Regions from separate parts of the Sus scrofa genome. Here region 2 is linked to region 1. A link is a contact called in public Hi-C data. All regions are on one chromosome and are shown on one strand. Each heading gives the region's core, a stretch centred on a gene start, on an enhancer-like site or on the middle of the called end of the contact. The rest is flanking DNA. Distances are from core to core; before and after follow the strand shown. Region 1 overlaps DNM3 (dynamin-3). Region 2 overlaps DNM3 (dynamin-3).

Region 1 (6,585 bases), core at 2,692-5,191:
TGTGACAAACACCAGAATCTTTCTGTTCAGTAAGGATGTGAACATTTCCCTGTGTCCTTTGGTGCATGCCTTGATACAGGTCAAGAGGAAATTTGGATAACTCTACCCTAACTGAAGCTATCCTTGGGTCTTCTAGTCTCCTATTAGATCAGTTTAATGGGACTTTATTTGACTATTTTTTAGACTTCTATTCCTTGCATTTATTCAGGAAACATTTAGTCAGCATCTTTTATGTGCCGGACACTATGCTAGGTGCTCAGGATACAAAGGTGAGCAGGACATGACCTTGCCCTCCAGGTGATATGATAGGAGAATGGAAGAAAGGCATCTGGTTTTGGTTCTCAGATTATAGTGCTTGTATTTCTTATAATTTGAGAGTTAAGGGTTTTTCAAAGTATATTTTGTGAATAAAAGCTTAAATTGTAGTGGTCATTTTAGATGCTTCTGTTGTGGATGTCCTCTCCCTGTATTTAAACTAGTTTTGAGTTAGTTATTTGGAAATTCAAGGTTCAGAGTGAGGCTTCTAAAATAAAGGAAATCACATTCCTTATCACTTACAAAGTTATATCATAGTATCTCAGGATTAAACTTAAACCTTGTATTGAATTCAGGCTTTTTAGCAACACAGAGAAAGTATGCAGTTAAGTATAAAAAAAACCTTAAAAAAGAACACTCTACATTTGTTTTCATTAAGAATTATATAGTAATATTGCTCAATATATATAGTTTTATGAAGCAAGTGGAAAAAAAAAAATCCTTGCCTGTCCAAAGAGCTCACTATTTATTTAATGAGGAGATAGACCAAGTAGAAAAAAATGTTTGTAAAATTCCAAGTCAGAATTATGATTGAGAGTGACTTAACTACAATTTTCAATTCATTCCCAAGGGTAGAAAGAGAGGAAGCCAAGAGTGAAGGCTACAAAGTAGACACAGCAGAGCTGCTGGCTTTCCTCTTTTGAGTTTAAGGACCTACTTCCAAAGTTAGTCCCTGTGTATTGTTCCTAGATCATATTTTGCTAATGTGATACCTAATTTTATGTGTCTACTTGACTGGGCTACAATACATAAATATTTGGTCAAACATCAGTCTAAATGTTGTGTTGAAAGTTTTTTTTTTTTTTTTTTGAGATTAACATTTAAGTCAGTAGATCTGAAAAAGCAGGTTATTCTCCATAATGTGGGTAGGCCCCATCTAAGAAGAGACATACAGACTACCTTTGGACTTGAGCTGCAACATCAGCCCTTCCCTGGGTCTCCAGCCTGACACCCTGCTCTGTAGATTTTGGACTTGCCAATGTCCACAATGTTGTGGACCAGTTCATTAAAATAAATCTCTTTTCCTCTGTCTCTATGCCTATCTCTCCTTGTCTCTGTCTTCTCTCTCTGTCTGTGTGTATGCTTCTTCTCTCTTTCTATCTCCCTCTCTCTACACACACACTTTCAGAGCCTATTGGTACTGTCTCTCTAGAAAACCCTAGCCAATACAGCTGGCCTGTCCACATTTTTGGTCTTATATTAGTCTGGTGAGTAAGAGGCTGCCCTTAAGTACTGTCTAGTCCTTGACCCTGTGAAGCTTAGGCTCATAGAAATCATAATGATGTAACATTTCAAATCACAGTATAGATTTCAAATAACTTCAACATTTGTGCATAAAAACTGTTCCCATAGAAGTATTCAGAAGCAGTGAGCACTAGGGATGTGTGGGAAAAGAAAATATGTTAAACTACATGGACCATGGTAGAAAGGAAGTCCTGGGGGAGAAGTAATAGGAGGGAAGGCCCTCTTATAAGATGAATTAAACCCCCAATTCATATGTTGAAGCTCTTACCCTCAGTGCCTCAGAATATGAATGACTATATTTGGAGATAGTGTTTAAAGAGATGATTGAGTTAAAATGAGTTCATTAAGTGGACTCTAATCCAGTATGAGTGTGGCCTTATAAGAAGAGGAAATTTGGACATCAAAGATACATCAGGGGTACCCACGGAGAAAGGACCATGTGAAGACATAGCAAGAAGTCGGTGATCTGCAAGTCAAGGAGAGAGCCCCAGGAGAAATCAGTCCTACTGACACCTTGATCTTGGACTTCTAGTCTCTAGAACTATGAGAAAATAAATATCTGTTGTTGAAGCCACCCACCCTGTGGTATTTTGTTGTGGCAGCCCGAGTAAACTAATACAGCTCTAAGGGTGAACACCGATGACTTTTCAACTTTGCTTAAGGCTGGGCATGATCTTGGTGTGTCAGACATTTTTGTTCATCCAGAAGCCAAGTCAGTGGATCTCAAGAACTGCCTTGGATGGGCTGCACTTGCTGGTCATGACTGGCTTAAGAGAGGCCAAGCTGATCGTTGCTGTTTGCATTAAGGCAGGGAGGGGATTCTGAAACCACCTAGGGAGAGAACTCCAGTACCTCTCCTAAGAGCCCTATAGCAACAGACACTGAGTCTGACCTCCTGCCCAGGTCCTTGCCTACCCGCAGCTGCAGCTCCGGATAAGTCAGCTCAGGCCAGGGGCATCTCAAGCAGCCCAGGGATTTTTTTTCAGCCTAGTATTTTTGAGGCCATTTTTCATCACCTGGAAAATGCATTTACTGAAATCCAGGTTTAAATAGCTAAAAAAATTCATAAAACTGGATTTTTTTTTGATATTTAAACAATGCTTTATTTTTTAAAATTATTTTTATTTTTTCCATATGGAGAACAGACTGTGGTTGCCAAGGGAGAGGGGGAGGGAGTGGAATGGACTGGGAATTTGGTGTTAATAAATGTAAACTATTGCCTTTGGAATGGATAAGCAATGAGATCCTGCTGTATAGCACTGGGAACTATATCTAGTCACTTTGGAGTGTGATAATGTGGAGTTATTTTTTTAAAAACATTACTGATTATGAGATGATATAACCATCAAAAATACACTAGTCAATGATCACTTATTTGTTGCTTTGCCGTTTTAATAATAATTACATAACGTTAGTATTGTAGCTAACACATATTGTGTTTATCATATACCAAACACCTTTGCATTCTGAGCTCTTTACAGATGTTGACTTAGAAGCATTTTGACATAGACTATCTCATTTGATTCTTGTAATAAAGCTGTAAGTTAGACAAGGCAGGTGTTATTCCCATTTTGTAGATGAAAAAATTGCGACTCTGAAAAATTCAATGATTTCCTCAAGGTCACCCTGCTGGTAGATGGCAGAGTTTGAAGCATAATCCAGTTCTTCAGATTCCTAAATTAGTGCTTTTTCCAAATCTCTTCTCGGTAAATAGCATCAAATATTTTATAAACATAATCAAGAGCTTGCAAGCATGCCTGTCTTTGCCTCCTTAGGTTCTGAACAAAGAAATGTGAGAATCAGTAAGATAAGGAAAATGGCTATTACCGCCCTTTAAGACTGCAAACTTTCAGCCCTTGCAGGAAGGATTGGGAGTAAAGAACGAATTCCAAGAAGCACACTCTCTCTCACACCAGGAGCTGTATTGATTGGAGAACACAATGAAACTAAGCTGGAGCTAAAGCAAAAAGGGAATTTTAAGCCAATACAAGAATAATAAAGACATTATAAAGTTACATCTGAACAAATCAGAAAAACTATAATGGGAACTATGATAAAACATGAAATAAAAAGACTAAGAAAACTTTCTTTCACTTATTTCATTGGTTAAGATGGATTCGATTTACAGGAGGCAAAATATGTCCCCCTAAAACTATGCCTTAGAGAGAAGAAAAAGAATAACATATGTCTGTGCAAAATCTGAGTCTCTAACATACATCTGTATGTTCTTAATGATAGAAGCTATGTCAGTTGCTATACTCAGGTTTCATTCCCAGCCACAGCAAAAGACTCTTGTGAGGGAGGTTTAAAGCCAGACTAGGCAGAGAAAGAAATGGTTAAAGAGCACTTGTTAAACCCACTGATTTCAGCCACCATCCCTTAAGTCATAACTGCTGAGCAAATTTAAGATTGCTGTTGCAGTAAAAGGGCAGTTGAGTAAGCAGAGCTACCTCTTATTGTTTCCAAAAATTAAAAAAATATGATCATAATACTTTTTGATGATTTCAGTATCTGGGGAAAGGATAGACTCTACTCTGCCAGTAAAGACACTTAGGAAGCAAAATAACATTATTGCTTAACCAAAATCTTGATTAACTAATTGAAGCTTCAGACAGGAAAAAATAAATAAATAAATAAAAAAACCAACAACAGAGGGGGAAACTTTTCTGTTGCTCATCACTTGGTAATTACTATTATTTTCCATAACCTAGGCAACTCGGCTGTCTAAGAAACAAAATCCAGCTGAAACTGAACTTAAAAAAGTTTTCCTTTTACATTTTTTTAAGACCCAGAGCAGGATCACTGTCATCCTAAAGTCCCTCCTGGATGTCTGGAAAAAGTCTTAGAGTCTGGGAGACATTCCAAAATATGTGCAGTGACCATTGCCACAGGCGTGAACTTCTTAATGTGTTTTGCAGAAATCTCCACCACAATGAAAATGATTACTGTCTGAAAGGATTTTTTCCCCTTTTTTAAAATAGCAAGCAGCTAGAATATGCTTTTTAATATTTTATTACATCCTTAAATATCTCATGTGGATTGAATATGACTGGAGAAAGTTGCTGCTCTGAGTTTGATATACAATGTCTAGTTAAATTTTTTAATTGATATTTTTAAGTGAATGGATAAAGGAGATACTCTAGATCTATGAAGACTACACATCCAAAATTGTATTGATTGCTAAAACTTGAGTTTCTGTCCAGTCTTCTGCTGCAGATACTGAAATAAGGTCAGAGAATACATGTGAAGAAATGGCTTTTCAAGGAACAGGTGGAAATTGAAAAGAAAATGGAACCTGGAGTTTTGTGAGTCTGTCTGTCTTGTAAACATAGTATTTATGAGGATGGAGGAGGGTGTGGGAGGACTTGTTGTCATGATTTTACATAATCAGATCAAATTGTTCAAATTCTGTAGTGCTTGCTATTCATTGCAGTGAAGCAAAAGAGTGAATTTGTAGGTAACAGGTGATAATATGGGTTTTATTCACCTAAGCAAATAATTGCAGCAGAAGTGTCGTCAGGCTTATTCTAATGTCACATAGAAAAAAGTCTGATGAATCAAGAGATGGGAAAGTGCAGGAAAGATACTGGAATCATAATAAAGAAGGGAAATCAATTGTGAGATTTCTCATTCTTGTTTTCATGGCAGTTTCCATATTCCTGTGAGAAGCTTGAAGGTTGCTCTGTCTCTGGTATCAATCATACCTTAGCCAGACAGCAAACTAGGGCTGGTCACTGCAGCTGGAAGATTTCTTCCTGACAATGATTCATGCGAGCCAATTGTCAGAAGTTTTAAAGTTCTTAAATAGAAGCTGATGTTTGTCTTTTACTGTTGTGCAGTCACTGAAGAGGTTTCATATATGAAATAGCTTTGCAGAAAAATAAGTCTACCCCTTATCTTTAAACAAGGCTTGCCTCAGAAATCATCTACTCGTTCATGGGGCATGACATTTTCTGAGTATTTCATGTTTCATGTACCTGTGTGATGAAATTCTTTTTCTTACAGTACATAGGTTACCATAGGAGAAGGTATAGGATATGCTATTTCATAAGCCCAAACTTTATTTTATGTTGTCATGAGAGACTAAAAAGGCAGGAAAAAATTATGTATTTAACTTACGGTCTTTGAAATTATTCATTAACATCATGTGCTGATTTTAGTATATAAGAAGGGATGGTCAAATACTTCTAATCCAGGCTGCACACCTGGGTTCAGAAACAGGAAAGATAAAAGGTGGAAGACCCCCTAGTCAGATTAGTATTGAAAAGTTTTTACTTCTTTATACCTCTCCTGTCAACCCAAGCATCCTTCCATATGAAATCAAATATTTTAGCCTTGGAGCAAACCTTAAAGATCGTAATAATCAAACATCCTTTTTGATAGATAGAAGAAACTAAGGCTTAGAAAGGTTAATTAGCTAAGTTTCCCCAGGTCAAATAACCACTTGGAAGAAAATCAATCTCAGGATATGGGTTTGCAGCCTGCCAAGTCCAGGTTTCTTTCTTTTCTTCCCACACACTGTCCCCTGCACCTAACTTTTCCCTGAAAGGCAGGAGAGCAGTGGCAGTATCTCCACTGTTGGCATCATCCAGGCAGAGCAGTATGTTCTTTTAGAGGGAGCTTCTTGCATACAAACCAACTGTACTTCAGGCCAAGGGAACCAGAAATGACAGGCTTGCCTTACTTTACTCTGTATCTGCCTCAGAGATTACTTTTTTGAGAAAATGCTTTGACATGGTGAATTAAAAGGCATTGTTAGAAGTGGATACAAAGAGGATGGCATTTGGGGTACTGATAATGTTGATTCTTGATCTGGTGCTGGTTACATGGGAACTCCAGTTTGTGAAAATTCTGTGAGCTATGCATTTCTGGACACTTCAATAAGAAGTTTAAACATTTTATAGGATAATTAAAATTTGTTTTTAAGGAAAGCATGTTGGCATCAAAGAAATTGAATATTACTGGAAATTATTTACACATATATTTAAAAAATTTAAAACAAAAATTTCAACAAAAACAATCATC
Region 2 (6,160 bases), core at 1,152-3,651, 180 kb after region 1:
AAGCACAGTATATCCTTGCAGTGGAATATTACGCAGCTATCAAAAAGAATAAGTTCTGTAAGTACTGAAATTGGTCTCTGTCCCCAGGTCCCCCCCTCCAAGCCCCACCACCCAGAGAAGGCCAACACTGAGTGCACCCCTCCCACGGCCTGCTTCCGGCCGGGGGCCGGCACCTGCCATCCCTTCCCCTGGACCTCACTCCGGGGCACCCCCAGTACCATTCCGGCCCGGCCCGCTACCTCCCTTCCCCAACAGCAGCGACTCGTTCGGGGCACCTCCACAGGTTCCGTCACGGCCCACCAGGGCCCCCCCAAGTGTACCAAGGTGAGTGTTGAGTGCACGGCCAAAATCGGGATGGGGGCAGGGGGATGCCCTTCAGTTCTCTTCTTATAGCATAACAGACAAAATTGACTTGGAAAAGAAAATGGCAAAGATTCTGTTATAACGTTGCAGTTTTCCCCTGGGAGGGGCATCCTAGGAAGATGGCTAAGCCTGTGACATCCTTTAGAAACCGGTATGTGGCCAGAACTCTCCTTTCTCAACTGGCACAAACTAAATGGGACCAGAGAAACCTGGGTCCAAATGAATGACGTTTTGGCAGCTGTTTGAAACTTTTGACGGAGAGCTTTGAAATGAAAGAGCTGGTGGCTGGGCTGCTGCAAGCTGTGTGCTCCCTAGATCATGAGCGCATCGAGCTAAGGCCTGGCCTTCTCTCTTACCAAAGGGATTCTAGAAAACCACTGACTTCAAGTAGTATTAGCCCTCTGAACTCTGATCCTTGAAACCAATATTATTAAATTTAATGTAGGCCAGATAGAAACATGGCTGATTAATCTGCAATTCTTTTTTAAAAATTATGCATAGAAATTTAAAAACGACATATGATTGCTTTGTGCAGTCTCTCAACCATATATATATATATATATATATATATATATGTAAGATAGAATATTGTATATTTGAATAATACATTTTGGCATTTGTAAGCAGATTTTCAGGCTTAATTGTGAAACAAAATAGCTAACAAATAGATGGAACTTAAAACATGTATACATATAGTTGAAGCTATATTCTCACCTTCGTACATTTATAGTTAATAGATGTACAATATGTATACATAGAAGATTTTGAAAAGAGGGGGAATTAGGATTTTTTTCTCAAGGTGAGAAATTTTAAAAGGAAAGAAAATAGCCCATACAAAAAGTTATTTTTTTAGAAGTTCAATTCAGAGGATTAAAATATTTGGATGCTCCATGAAGGAAAATCTTACTATACATGTACTGTAAAAAGAGAAGTGACTTCTGCCCACCCATAAAGCCTGAGTCACCTCATCCTCTGATTATGGTGCTTATGTTTATTTTGATCTTCAGGCTGTTGCATGTAGTAGAAAAGAAGGGCATCTTAAACCACTAAACAAAGGGAGATGTAACAGGAGTAGGGGGGATGTGGAATCAGAAGACCTGCTTTGCCACAGGCCCTGGGCAAATCCTTTAACTGAGCCAGGCGTTCCTCATCTCTGAAATAAAGACATAACAAGGTTGTTGCCCAAATCATATGAGACGAGGTATTTCAAAGTCTCACAAACTGGAAGGCACTGTTGTTGTTACTGTCATCATCACTTTGTCCCCATCAAAGAGGATGTTATGTATTCTCAAACCTATATTTTTTTTTCTTTAACCTCAATAGGTTTGGTTCATAATTTATTGGAACTGAGCTAAATTTCTAGTAATAACAACAAACACAGTAGCTAAGAATAATATGTGAGCTCTCAACATATGCTAGGCACTGTCCTAAGGGCTTCGCAGGTACATTTTTATTTAATGCTCACAACAACCCCATGCGATAGATTATTATCCATTTTACACATAAGGCACAGAGGTTAAGCAGCTTCCCCAAGGCGGTTCAACCAGGCACTAATAGAGCTGGGCTTTAATCCCCAGCAGTCTGATCCAGAGCCCGGTTTCCTAACCACAATATCAGAGTTTCTCCACCTCAGCAGTACTGACATGTTTGTTGTGGGAGCTGTACTGTGCATGCTATGATGTTTAGCAGCATCCTGGCCTCTTCCCACTGGGTAGTAGCCACACTCCCCCAGTTGTAACCACTAAAAATGTCTTCAGACATTGCCTCCGGTGGGCAGGTAGCGTATAAAATCTCCCTCCCCTTGAGAACCACTGCACTGCAGTATTAAAAGGTCGTCCCTTCCATGTAAACAAGTATGAAGACCAGCATTGAGCTTCACTACAAGCAAGATTAAATGATTGTTTTAGGAAATTTCAAATTGACTGGGAAAGGGTCTGCCGTTGTGCAAAGAAGGTGTAGCGGCCATGGGGGTAGGGGTGTTGGGAGGAGGAAAATGGGAGTCCCATACAGGAGCCTTGAAGTCAGCTACTTTGTCTGTTTCGCTATTAGAAGGAACCTGAGCAACCTAGTGGCGCATGTCCTCAGGAATGAACATGCATGTCTTTGCCTGCTCGCTTGGCTGCTTTACCTCTTGGTTTCAGATAAGCTGGCTTGCCGGTACCCTACAGAGATACTGCTGAATGCTAAATTGATTTGTAAAGCTGGGTGGAGTCACCCTTGGTATTTCCGAGCTCACACTCAGAAGGTGGTGGGCAGGAATCAGGCTCTGGGACCTGTGCTGGAGAGGGGAAGCCGCCAGATTTCAGGCATCTTGCACTGGGGCATTTATAGGACAACAGTTGTGTTATTCAAAATTTCAGAGTATTCTCAAGTTAGAGCCAGGCTTAACTTGATCTGGCCTTACAAAGAGTCTCAAATGTAAAACAGAAATGAGGGTTCAGAGTAAAAGAGGAAAGTTGGTTGTTTTCTGCTGAGCCTCCAATTTTCAGCGCCAGTTCAGCGCATTGGGAGGGAAATCCTGGGGGGTTGGGGTCACCTGAGAAAGAGCAAGAAAGAAAGACTCTGTCAGGATCCTTGTGCCTATTAAAGTTTAGCTTTAGATGGAGAATTCTGACCACATAAAGTCTGTTTTTAATAAAAGCCAGAGCAGGAATCCTACCAAATGCAAGCCAGAAATAGGGTTTAAGATTTCAAAAAAAGAGAGAGAGAGAGAAAAGGAAAGAGAGACAAAGATAGAAAGAAAGAAAGAAAGAAAGAAAGAAAGAAAGAAAGAAAGAGCTGAGGGAAACTCTCGTTGAAACTTCACCTTGTTCTATTTATTTATATACTCTCTTTTCCCTTCATGCTTTGCCTCCATTTTCTCTATTAAAAACGTAAAAAAAAAAAACAAAAAAACTTGAAATGCCATTATCCATCATCTCCAGAAAAACAACCCTTAGCTTTCCAAGAAGGAAGTTCAATTTTTTTTTCCAGTTCTTTGCTTTCTTAAGGGCCCTTTCTCCCTTTTATCTGAAACCAGAAACTCATAACGTGACAAGACAGCACAAGCTGTGTCCCGCCGGCTCCCTGTTGGGCTTTAATATCACAAAGGCAAAAACTGAACTATTAGAGGCAAAAGATTCTGCCGTTCGGCATGTGCCTCTGCATAGTTTTCTTCTGGATAACTGGAGATTTCATTAGCAAGTTATGATCTTCACTTTTCAGAGTAGATATTGATTGTAACCCTATTCTGATGCAATGAAATCACTTGCAATTGTACAGACACCATGAACATTCTGCTTTTTTTTTAGAAAAAAAGATTATTATTATATCTTTCCATTCCAATAAGAGGAAGGAGAGGGGCTGATGGAGTCATTTTTGGCCCAGTTTTTCTCAGCTGCTCAAGCTGTTCCGGTTTATGTGTGAAGAGTCTTTCAGTGAGGGAGCTAGAAATATTGCAAACTACGTGCTTGTTTTAATTAATTCCACCTGAAGAAGGGGAGCATCTCTATCCCAAAAAGACTCACCAGTGTAAATGCTTCTGTCATTAGTAAGTTGAGTGTACGTAAATCTGATTTGTGGAACATTTTCTGTTGCCAGAATGTTTGGTGTGTACCTCCCCTTCTCACCTCCATCTACTTCTCTGAAGGGGCTGAAACCCAGTTGAAAAATCCCAGCCAGTCTCGTCCTTGTTCAGCAAGATGATCTTAAACAGACATCAGTACCTCTTTAGGGGCCCTATTCTCTTACTTGAAGATCCTAATCTTCACCAAACACTAACTGTAGGACTGATGTCACTATTTTCGATTACAGCTTCTTAAAATTAGCTAATTGGGAATCACAGCCTTTGACATTAACAGAACAAATTAACTGAATCAGAGTGTTTTTTCTGGCAACACCCGACCCTGGCATTATTTGACTCATTTGTCTTCCCCCCTTTCCTGGGACTAAGCTATTTGCAAGGGTCAAAAGTGAAGAAGGGAGGGAGGAAGGGTCTCTATCCAAGGAAAAGCAAACCCCATTTACCTCATCCCCCAGTCTTCTATTTTTTAAAAAAGAAATGTTTTTGAAAAGTAAAAGTCCTTTCTGTTAACCACCCTTGTTGCCAAGTCTGATAGTGGCTTTTATAATGGCAAGAGTGAATCAGAAGGAAAGTTTGGCTTTTACTCTAGCTCATCCACATGACAGAAGCACAATGTGGAAACCAAGGAATGCTTTACTGAGAGTCTCTGGAGAGCCCCTGGGTGAAGCTGGTGTCCCTGCAGTGCAGAAACAGCCCTGGAGTAGAGTAGCATTAGGATGATTGCAGGGCTTCCTACTTATGCTCCTTCCATGACTCCTAAGATTTCCCTGATTTTACCTGGCACACTTTAAGAGTCTCATCCCAGTCCCACATTCTTAGTCATTTACCACCAAACTCAATGGCCAAAGATACATCAATTTCGCTACACAAAGAGACAAGCCAGGCATTCACGTTCTTTTCTTTACAGAGGCAGAAGCCATTTGGATGTGGTTTTCTTTACAATTTAGGTGAATCTTATTTTAAATGTTTGCCCTTGATGCTCTTCTGTGATCTGTCTCCTTTACCTATTTTATATGTTGATTTGATTGACAACACAGAATCCCTCTCATTCAGAAATAAGGTCTCCCTGTTTTGTTTTGTTTTCAGCCAGTCCCCCAAATTTTGAGTAAGAACAAACCCATGATTCTTATGAGTGTGTCTTTGCATCCCTAACATCAAGGTTTGGTGCCACGAAGGACGAAGCTGCCGAGCCTTGAAGTCGTGGGCTCAGGGTTCACAAACAGTTAAGCGGCTTGTGTGCCTATCCTGTGTCTGATTCCCCAGCAATCATGTACTGGAAACATCCTGACTTACTCCCTCCTCGACAGCCCTCTAAAAGTATGACTTCTTTTAGCAGCTGAGTGTCTTTGGACAAATGATGAATTCATCTCGTGATTTCTGTTTCAGCCATGAGCTTTCTATTTTCCTCAACATCCTTCCCCTTTAAAACAAACACATAAATTTATGATTAGGTGTTGTGATTTTTTTCAGGGAACAGTTTTTATATTTAGCAACTGGATTTAAAAGTCAAGCAAGGATTTTTTAAAAGTGTAATTGCCGAGAATAGAAACAACTTTGAGGTATTCTTTATGATTCTTAATATCTAAGGCATCTCATGAGGTTACTGTGTTACAAAATTTGTCACTGAAATCCCAAATGTAATTAATAACTTGTTGCAGGTTTAACATGAATTGTCATAATGCTTAACATATTTTAATGAAAATAGGAATTTGGCTACAAGCTGCTCACTAAAGAAAATGTCCAATTTAATTTGAGCCCCTCAGTTAAATATTTCATCAAAATCATTCAAATGCCACAATGATTCTGGTTGTAACCTAATAATTCACTGAAGTGAATCGATGGTTAATGTCAAAGGTTTTCATTCTTCAGGTCTTGGTTTCACTCTGGTTCAAGTGAAAATAAAATTAGTCTGGTGGTTTCCTTTTTGGGTCTAGCAAACTTGAGTCTACTTTACACAAACATCTCCATCCCGCCACAGTCCAGAATGACTGGCAGACTGTTTAGGCAAGACCCAGGAATTTGGGAGCTTTGCAAATGTGTCAAGGTAGATGTCAGATTGCCTTTCCCTTTTTATTGTGCCCTTTAGCTTACCTTTCCAAACATCCCAAGTTGCAGGAGAGTACAAGAAAAAGGAGAATAGGAAAGGATCTACATGAGGCAAATACAAACAACAAGAAGTGCAGATAGGCAGGGGAGGCAGTAAATATAACAATATACGGCTGCTGGCCCGTGGTA

The links. A called contact is a pair of places that touch in the nucleus more often than the background predicts.
Region 2: a contact with region 1 is called in a Hi-C map of fetal skeletal muscle, with 2.3 times the contacts expected there. The contact joins two enhancer-like sites. A contact is called at or near these places in 2 of 47 Hi-C or Micro-C datasets (fetal skeletal muscle and skeletal muscle) and 1 of 2 datasets of contacts at active chromatin or transcription factors (skeletal muscle).

The regions. Positions count from the first base shown.
Region 1 is chr9:114,590,255-114,596,839 of Sscrofa11.1, forward strand. The region is part of intron 14 of DNM3 (dynamin-3); the gene reads left to right. Among named protein-coding and RNA genes, the nearest start is that of MIR199A-1, 60 kb to the left of the region's middle. Within about 2 kb of position 3,942, at least 1 of the 83 cell types and tissues checked has an H3K27ac peak or open chromatin away from gene starts, as enhancers often do. A contact at or near this core is called in fetal skeletal muscle, where this site is marked.
Region 2 is chr9:114,774,975-114,781,134 of Sscrofa11.1, forward strand. It overlaps DNM3 (dynamin-3), which reads left to right. Exons shown (of 20, transcript XM_021063646.1): 19 at 88-324. Among named protein-coding and RNA genes, the nearest start is that of PIGC, 48 kb to the right of the region's middle. Within about 2 kb of position 2,402, at least 14 of the 83 cell types and tissues checked have an H3K27ac peak or open chromatin away from gene starts, as enhancers often do. A contact at or near this core is called in fetal skeletal muscle, where this site is marked.